Linked DNA regions of Mus musculus: region 1 is linked to region 2. Evidence: chromatin contacts called from public HiChIP or PLAC-seq data. All regions are on one chromosome and are shown on one strand. Each heading gives the region's core, a stretch centred on a gene start, on an enhancer-like site or on the middle of the called end of the contact. The rest is flanking DNA. Distances are from core to core; before and after follow the strand shown.

What was found. HiChIP or PLAC-seq counts read pairs in DNA pulled down with a chosen protein or histone mark.
Region 1: a contact with region 2 is called in an H3K27ac HiChIP or PLAC-seq map of extraembryonic endoderm stem cells. The contact joins two enhancer-like sites. A contact is called at or near these places in 2 of 15 datasets of contacts at CTCF or cohesin (the NIH/3T3 cell line and stem cell-derived epiblast-like cells), 3 of 484 Hi-C or Micro-C datasets (bone marrow-derived macrophages, cumulus cells and nephron progenitors) and 3 of 115 datasets of contacts at active chromatin or transcription factors (embryonic basal ganglia, extraembryonic endoderm stem cells and trophoblast stem cells).

What each region holds. Positions count from the first base shown.
Region 1 is chr4:63,109,815-63,114,190 of GRCm38.p6, forward strand. All of the region lies in intron 10 of Zfp618 (zinc finger protein 618), which reads left to right. Among named protein-coding and RNA genes, the nearest start is that of Ambp, 42 kb to the right of the region's middle. Within about 2 kb of position 2,392, at least 6 of the 459 cell types and tissues checked have an H3K27ac peak or open chromatin away from gene starts, as enhancers often do. A contact at or near this core is called in extraembryonic endoderm stem cells, where this site is marked.
Region 2 is chr4:62,847,362-62,852,080 of GRCm38.p6, forward strand. No RefSeq gene overlaps it. Among named protein-coding and RNA genes, the nearest start is that of Gm24117, 37 kb to the left of the region's middle. Within about 2 kb of position 1,345, at least 6 of the 459 cell types and tissues checked have an H3K27ac peak or open chromatin away from gene starts, as enhancers often do. A contact at or near this core is called in extraembryonic endoderm stem cells, where this site is marked.

The DNA of each region.
Region 1 (4,376 bases), core at 1,142-3,641, 260 kb after region 2:
CACTTACATTCTCAAATCTGGCATTTTCTTCATAGGAAACATCATTTAGAAAATGTATTCTTTCTCTATATAATTATTTAAATTTTCTATATTTATTTTTATTATATATTTATATCTATTAAATCTATAATATATAACAACAACATTAATAATTTAGTAAATTTAATAAATTAACAATTAATTTATTAAAATATAATACCAAAATATAATTTTGTCATATATTTATATTTATTATATACATTATATTTAAAATATAAAAACAAGTAATTATTTTAAAATTATAATTGATTTTAATTTATTTCTGTTGTGATCAAATATGTATTGTTATTTCTGATCTTTGCAATTTATTGAGTTTTGTTTTATGGTCAACCATGTATATGGTCTCTCTTTGCTATGTTTTTTATGTTCATTTACCAAAAGTAATTAATCATGAGTAAGCTTGTGATTTGTTTTGTAGTATCAATTAGTTGAAGTTGATTGATAATGTTCAAGTCTCTCTAGCCTTTCTTGACTTCAAAAAGAAATTGGTTGGCTTTATCAGGTACTAACCCAAAACCTCAGGAGCCTCAGCTGGGTTTTTCCAGTTCCTCTTTAAGACGCATCCATTTTTGACTAGTTGGTTTGGATGTCTGCTGTTAAATGCACACACAGTGTCACTGTGCTTTGAAGAGCTGAAGTATCACTGTAAATGGTGCAGTGTTCTTCATCTCTAAAATCTTCTGTAATCTTCCCTACAATATATTATGGCCACCACACAGAGGGGCTTTTCTACTGGTGTTTATACAGTGTTTCTTTCCCCAGGCTTTTGTTTGGTCACTTTCCGTCATTTTAAATATAAAGCTATCGGCAGTCCTAACTTCTTTATCTGCTGTGGTAATCTGTGCTTTTCCCCTTTTAAAATTTTATTTTTAAGCTTCAAATTAAAATGGAACATACAAGCCAGGAATGATGGTATACGTGTTTAATCCCAACCTTCAGGAGGCAAAGGCACAAGATTCTCTGTGAGTTCAAGGCCAACCTGGTCTACTTAATGAGTTCCAGGCCAGCCAGGGCTACACAGAGAAACCCTGTCACACACACACAAAAGAAACATATAGTCATGGTACAGTACATGTGAAAGTAAACAGAGAATAGAACTATTTCCTTTTAATTGAACACTTTAATACATTTACATTTAATATAGCTTATAGGCATGGTTGGATTTCACTTGATACTACGTATTTTTCCATTCATATTGCTAATTTTCACTCTTGTTTTCTTGTCTACTGCTGTACTAATAAAGTATTTTCAATTTATTTTGTTAATATTCTTCTATTAGCTCTTTTTTACTTTGTGGTTTATAGTATACATCGTCCAGGTATTATAGTCTATCATGAATTTAGGTCATAACCACTGAGTCCTCTGTCTAGACCTCTGAAGCCTTTTAAGTACTAGCCAGTAATACTAGTTCTTACCAACCTGATTTTTGTTGAGATTCATCAGCTTTGGCCAAGAGATTTATATTTTTCTTCTCTAATTTCTTTCTCCTCTCCCGAGACTTTAATTGCACGTTTATTAGATGCCTGGAAGTGCTTACAGTCAGTCCAGCCTGGGTTTACTATTTCATCCGTATTGTTCCTCTGTGATTCAGTTTGCCCTGCTTTCAGATTCATTAATCTTTCCTTCTACAGCATCTAATCTCTGCAAATTCCTTCTTAATAGCTCCCTTTGTGCTCTGCTACATTCATAGTCTTCTTTAAACCTTTGAGTACTGGGTATGTTTAATAGCTGCTTTAAGGTTTATCACTCATAATTTTATCATCATTCTTATTTCTGTTTCTCCTGATTGGTCTTCCTTCTGATTTTGAACTACATTTTCCTGGTTCTCCTCAAAAGCAATTGTTTTATGCTGCACATTGTAGATGGTGTGTTGTGGGCTTAACTGGGTTGTGTTTTCTTTCTCTGAAAAGTGTCACCTTCTTTCTGGCAGATTTTCTTACAGAGCAACTTGATACTTCATAGTCTTGCTTTGAGAAAGGGTCAGAACAAGTCAGGAGTCATTCGTATTCCAGGGTTACAGTAGCTCTTCCAAGGCAGAGCCCTTCTGCTTAAGACAGCAGGCCTTCTCCTTTCTAGCAGGTGAGACCAGAAAGTTCTCCTAATCTTGTGCAACTTCTTTGAAACCTCTGAGTGCACACACATGCGCGCGCGTGCACACACACACACACACACACGCACACACACACACACACACACACACACACACATGTTTTCTCTGTAGAGATTCGCTTTACACAAATTATTTACATTTCAGCTAGAGCCGTTAAGGAAGCCTCAGTGCACATTTCTGGAATTCCTTCTTGGCTCAGTTATCTCTTCTTTGTCATTCTGTCCTGCCCTGTCCAGCCTCATCACAAATCCTGCCCTGGATCACTGTCCTTTCGGTTTAGGTTCAGTGAGAGGGTGTGCCCACTGGGCCCTACTCTGTCCTGTGAGCTGATTATCTCTAATAGAGTTTGGGGAATGAGCTGAGACGCCCCAGGTCTGCTCTGTGGATCACATCACCAATTGATGAGGGCTGTAAGCTTTGATTTAATTGTCTTAGCTTCATCAGGAACCCCAGTCCTGTCCCAGCCACTCCATCATGGCCAGAAGTCTTCTTTCCAGGCCATGACGTTTCACCCGTTCCTACCTTCTGCCTTTAGTGCGCAGGATTCCTGACTTCACCTCTGCTCTGTAGAGTATAGAGACAACCCATGCCTCTCCACTCTCTTAATTTTTATCTGTATTTTTTTCTACCTGTGTTAATTTTCAACTTCCTATAGGAGAGACTTTGCACCCTGCCATTGTTTAGGCATGTTATGAATAAAAATCTCACGGGTATTTCTTTCAATGGGATGTAGCCAATCTTTGAGAGATGCTCATTTCTAGTGCAAGTCCAGGTATCAGCTCCAGCCTGATGGTGCTCATATGAGGTCAACATCTGGAGCAGACTGGTAGGTAATGTCAGTTGGGAACCTGCTGGGACCCATCCATGCTCACCGTTAATCCACTAAGTGATCCTGAAGTAGTGACCAGACCTCTATGACCCCATCTGCTTTGTCCTTTGGGGCAATGGGAGGAGAAGGAGAGCCTGGTGGCCCCGTTACAGCCTCTTGTTGAGCTTCCTAACTCTGTACTCTACCTCGGTATTCCACGTCTCCCAGTTCTGACTCTTCAGTACATCCGCTCATGGATGGCATGAGTCGTCTCCATCACTCCCTGTGATTCTCTCAGGTAATGAGCTCCTACACTCAATGCGTGAAGATAGGGGGATGAACTGGAACACTTGGGCCTATAGAGAGCAGGGTCATCCATGGTCACAGCACTCGTCATTGATGGCAGTCAGTTCCTGTAAAGGAAGAGGTCATGATGTGGACAGATGATCAAGAAAGGCACTTTCAAGGAGGGCTTCCTGAGGAAGTGTAGCATGTAGGCCTAACAGTTACTCGATCAAAGGAAACAGCCTGGGAGAAGGCCTTGAGCTCTAAGGAGAACCGGTGTTAGAGGAGTTGAGAGAGTGAGGGGCCTGAGCTGAGTCTGGTGAGGTGAGAAGGCCCAGGCAGGGCAGCTAGAAACAGATGATTGCCTCGGTTTACTGGATCGGGTGTCTCACAGGTGCCCTGAGGTCTCTGTTCTAAGGAATGCCAGCAGACATCAAATGTGAAACTATCCCCAGACATGGTTCTGCAGCCACAGAAATGGATCTCTGAGGAAAGCCGCTGGCCAGACTGCTGCTCATGGCCTCTGTCCTTGTTCTCAGGGCTCTGTATGTGTGGATCCATGGTGTCTCATGATTCTCAGAGGGGATCTAGGATATTCCTAGGTCTCCTTGAGCTTCTGGCTGCCTGAGATCCCATGTCATCTGGCACCTTTTTCCTGGATGTCCTTAAGGACTGCGTTAGAGCTCCTGGGCCTTCGTTTTCCTGTCTCTAAGCAGGAACATCAGTAGCGATTTCCTTGTGTGGAGCAGTTACTTTAAGGGGATGTCTCTGGGCTTTCTAGATGTCTCACCGATTCACTGTGAGGCTACCCACTCAGAGAGGGCCATCCTGTCTCATCAGTGGGGCTAGACAGGGGAAACTCTGGGCCCTGTAGAGTTCGGAGTCCAGGACTGTTGAGGCCAGCAGCCCTGGAGCTAGGCTTCCACGATGGGCTGGCCTCTCCAGCCTCAGTACAGGCCTGAGAGTGAGCCTCTAACCCTAAACTGTTCCTCCCACCGGGAGACAGTCAACAGTCAGAGGTGTTCCAGGACAGCATCAGTGTTGAATGTGTTGGGAGAAGCCATCAGATAAGCCACCCTTCCTGTTTGACTCAAGTCAGAAAGAAAGGGAAAGCATACAAGGTATCCCTAGCCA
Region 2 (4,719 bases), core at 95-2,594:
GAGAACACTCTGCATGGCGTCAGAACAAGAATCCCATGTTGGCCAGGTCAGATGACTCGGATGACCTCAGATAACCTGAGGCATCGGGGTCAAGGGGAAGTTCTGAGTGAGGTTACAGTGTAGTGGAAACCACAAGTCAGACCTGAATGAAAAAATAAAGGAAAAGGAAGGACATGCTTTCTCCTAAGTATGGTGGAGAAAGTTCATTGTACATAAAAGGAATGCATAGCCAGAGGCAGAGATGTCTGGGAGAGTCCAGAGTAAACACAGCAGGCTGAGCTGGGCCATGTGGGAAGGTGGGGAGTGGGGCAGAGAAAAGGAAACCAGGCACAGCAGCCATGAGGGGAAAAGGTAAGAAAAAAATGGCACTCACCCCACATATACCTGCACACTGGGTGAGGGTAACAAAAATGGCTGGATTATGTGTGGAAGAGCCTCTAGGGGAAAGCAGCCAGCCCCTAGGCTGGAGAATTCTGGGTAGAAGGCAGGGCATGCCACCCATACCTGTAACAAGTAGGAACTGAGGGATGCTGGGAGAACCTAGCAGCCAGGACTGCTTTGATATGCTAACCAGGCACCTCAGCCATTTGTCCCAGGGTTTGAAACTTAATAAAAGCCTTCTATAAAAGTACATGACCTGTGGGGGTGACATCAAGAGACAGAGGTAATATCAAGAAAACAGCTGGCTGTCACTCCAAGTGTGGTGGTTTGAATAGAAATGGCCCCATAGATGCATGTGTTTGAATGTTTAGCCCAATTTCTGGAAGGCAAGCTGCAGAGCCCAAAGGCAGGTATTATGTTAGGACTAGATGTCCAAGACTGGAGTTCAGAAGACTCCAGCAGGTCAGATTGTAGCAAAGGCATGAGACCCAGGAAGGCCTGCTAGAGGGCTGGAGAGTCTTAAGGGATGTTCGACTTCTCAGAGACAGGGTACATGTCAGTAATGCTGTCTGATTTAATTATGATTAGGCAGCACTTGCTGGTCGTGACAAGATTCAGATGGGAACCAAGGAAAACACCCAGCTTCATGAAGGTTTTCCTCTTTTCTTCTTCTTCCTCCTCCTCCCCCTCCTCCTCTCCTCCTCTTCTTCCTCTTCTTCCTCCTCCTACTTCCTCTCTCTCTCTCTTCTTTTTTTCTTTTTCTTTCCTTTTTTGTTTTTGTTTTTTCAAGACAGGGTTTCCCTGTGTAGCCCTGGCTGTTCTAGAACTCCTGTAGACCAGGATGGCCTGAAACTCAGAGATTGCCTCCAAATCCTGGGATTTAGGGACACAGCACTACCACCAACTAACTAACAGATGCTTTCAAAGTGTTCTTATCTCCCCCCCCACACCCCATCTCCACACTGAGTAGAAGGCATGCAAGGGGCAAGCCAAAGATGTCATTCTTCGCTGAGTCAACAGAGAAGTCCAATATGCATTGTTCTCCGAGATGGTTAATCTTTATTATCAATTTGACTGGATGTTGAACTGACTAGAAGACAGTGAGGCAGGCCTCTGGGTATGTCTGGGAAGGGGTTTCCAGGAAGAATTAACAGAGGGGAAAGACCCATCCTGATAGCAAGTGGTCTCTTCCCGTGGGCTGCAGGACAAGATGAAATGGAGTGAGGGGAGGGAATTATGCCACCTGAATGAATGCTTCCTCCTGGTCTACCTCACTGGGGCCCACACATAATCTGCCATTATAATACTCTATGTGCATGGAGCCAGCCGACTTTGATTTGACCATAAGACAAAATAAAAGACTCTTTCATTGAACTGTGGTCCCCACAATGCAGAAGTGACTTACAGTGCCCTTAGCAACCTTCACAGCCTAGGTTTGGGGACATAAAGGCTACCAAATAGCCACTAGAAGTGTGAATGGCATAGGGTCATTGTGTACCCGGAGACCGTGTAGGGTGATCAAACAGCTGGCAGGGAAGAAGAATTTCATCCTGTAAACATCTCTTTCTCTGGCCATTTACATTACCAATTTGAATTTTGTAGGCTTTCAGATGTGAAGAAAAATGCAGGGAGAGAATGAGAGTTAGCATGATGATCATTTGTCATTTCTATTGAAGAGAGATATTGATTCTCTAGAGGGCTCATGAACCCTGGGACACTTCTGGAATGCTAAAGCTGTTTTTACCTCAGCAGGAGTCCTCTCTGCTTATCAGGCTCATTTTAAACCTCAAATGTTCTTGGCAGCAGGATGTAGCCTCGTGGACCATCTGAAAAGTCATCTCCATCTACCTAGAGGGAGTCTTCCATCTCCAAATCTGATTCTGAAATGACACCCTCCATTAAACTGTGCCCACGATTGTCTTTCTGGACATACAACATAGATCCCTCCAGGGTGTCTAACCCCACAATCTTCAGTTAGCTCTAAACCATGGCAAGAAGTCTTGAGTTGTTTTCTGTGTGGCTGTAACACTCTGCCACACGCTGGTGGCTGTCTCGAAGGTCTGTAGGTGCAGCACTAATTAACTGGATACCTGTTCATGTTTTCTGTGATGTGAGCTCCCTGGGCCGTACCTGGAGGTGCCAAGGACGACTCTGCTCCTAAACCTGTTCAGGTCACCAGACAGATCAAACTACTCATGGACATAAGGTTGAGGCCCCGTTTTCTCACTGGCTCTCATTCCCTGAGGCTGCATGCCATGCATTGTGCTGCACTCTGGGTGGATCTTCCAGCTATTGTCAGCCTGCTGTATGCTTCTGGTGTCTCTCACCTCTTCCCTGCAGTTTTCCAACTCCAGACAGAAAATGTTTCTGCTTTTAAACCATGCATCGTTACAGTGGACAACTTCTTAGTTTGGGTTGTACTTTAGCTCATACCTGCAATACTGTCTGCCATGCAACTGCTCCTATCTGCACATATTCCCCAGGCTTCAGAGATGACAGTGCAACCACGGGGTGGGGCTTCCACCTAACCCAAGAGCAATGTCAGGAACCAGACCTGGCTGCCATCTCTCCAGCAACATTTAGCAGGGCCCTCTTGCCCACCTCCTCACTCTGTGCTGAACTCTGTGAGGTCTCCATCCCCAGCATGTCTGAATCCAGCCATCTCTTCTTTCTCCACACAGCAAAGCAAGTCTGGGGAGGAAGTAATGTTCACAACAGACGAGTCACATAGGCACTGGAGCTTCGATGGGGCATGAGGTCATGTGGAAGCAGACCTCAGGTCTCCAGACAGCCAGGCCATCCATTACCTCATTACTTTTTCTCAGTCTGAGAAAGTTCTGGTCACTGGAAGCCACCAGCTTCGGAAGTTTTCCCAGAGAACTCCAACAGGACACAGGAAAGCCCGTGAGGAGACCCACAGCTGTTGTTGGCTCCTGCTACTGTGGCTGTTGGTAGCAGAAGTTCCTCTGTGACTACAAGCCTCTAGTCGCTGTCACCACCCAATGGGTTGGGCAGGACTTCCTTGCCTTTCCAGCAGACACATGGCTCGGACTTGGCTGTGAGTGTCTCAGAGAGATGGCTTGCAGAAACAAAGTGGGGCTGGATTCAAAATGGCTTAGTGCTTAAGAACATATGCTGCTCTTCCAGAGAACCGGAATTTGGTTCCAAACACCCATGTCAGGCAGCTCATAACTGTCTGTAACTGCAGCTCCGGGGGACTGAATGCCTTTAGCCTTCTTGTACATTTGCACTTATGTGCACATATACCTAGCTAAAAATAATTTTAAAAAATATGTGTATGTATATATATAGAGAGAGAGAAAAAAGAGAGAGGCAAAGACAAAGGCAAAGAGAGACGGAGCATGAGGACTGGGTAACAGCCTGCAGGTCATGTAGTCCACACTAAACTAAATTCTTGAGTTTAGCGATGGGAACTGAAGCCCACAGGGATGGAGAAATCGCTCACATGTATATGGAGAGTGGCCTGGTCATTCTGTTTTCCAGACCAGGGCTCAGTCACCTCATAATACCTCAGTCCTTTCTCTCCAACCCTGTGTGAGCCCCCCTCAGCAGCCACAACAATATGCCTGCATCAACAGCATCAACACTATGTGTGCACCTGGGATGTGGCTGGCAGTCATTAGGAAAGGATGCTCTAATATAAGTAATAACTCAGCCCAATTACACTCATAACACAAGACGCCCGGAGGGGTCCAGGACAGAAGTGTGTCAATGGTAAGGAAACTTGCACGATCCTAAACTCAGTTTTCACCACTACAGGAGCACAACCCTGCCAGCATAGAAGAGAATGGTGATTGTATTTGCCTCAGGCTCTTGAGACAATAGGGAGGGTGGGGTCTGAGGTACATCAGGGCGTGCATACCCCATCTGAAGGTTTAGTTTAGTTTATTGTTGCCATGGGACAGTGCAGATCTGGGCCTGTCAGTCTTCCTGATTTTTTTTCAAGACAAGCCAGAAATCGGCATTTTTAAAATTTAAAATGTCCCAATTATTAAACGTTGGCTCAATTCTTTGAAAACATTGGCTGAGCCAAACAGAACATCTGTGGACCAGACTCAGCACAGCCGTCAGCGCTGAGTTCTCTTTCTGTGCCCCAGTCAGGATTCCCCTTCACCCCATAGTATCCCTGGGAGTGACTTCAGGCTGCCAGTGATGGCCCCTTCTGGAATAACATACAAAACCAACCTTCACAGGTTGCAGCTCATCCCCGGTTAACTTTGCCAGGTATAGAGAAAGAGCTGGCAGAGCTAGGGCACTGGCTAGCTTCACACTGTGAAGATCTGAATTCAGACTCCAGCACCCACATCACCAGCCAGG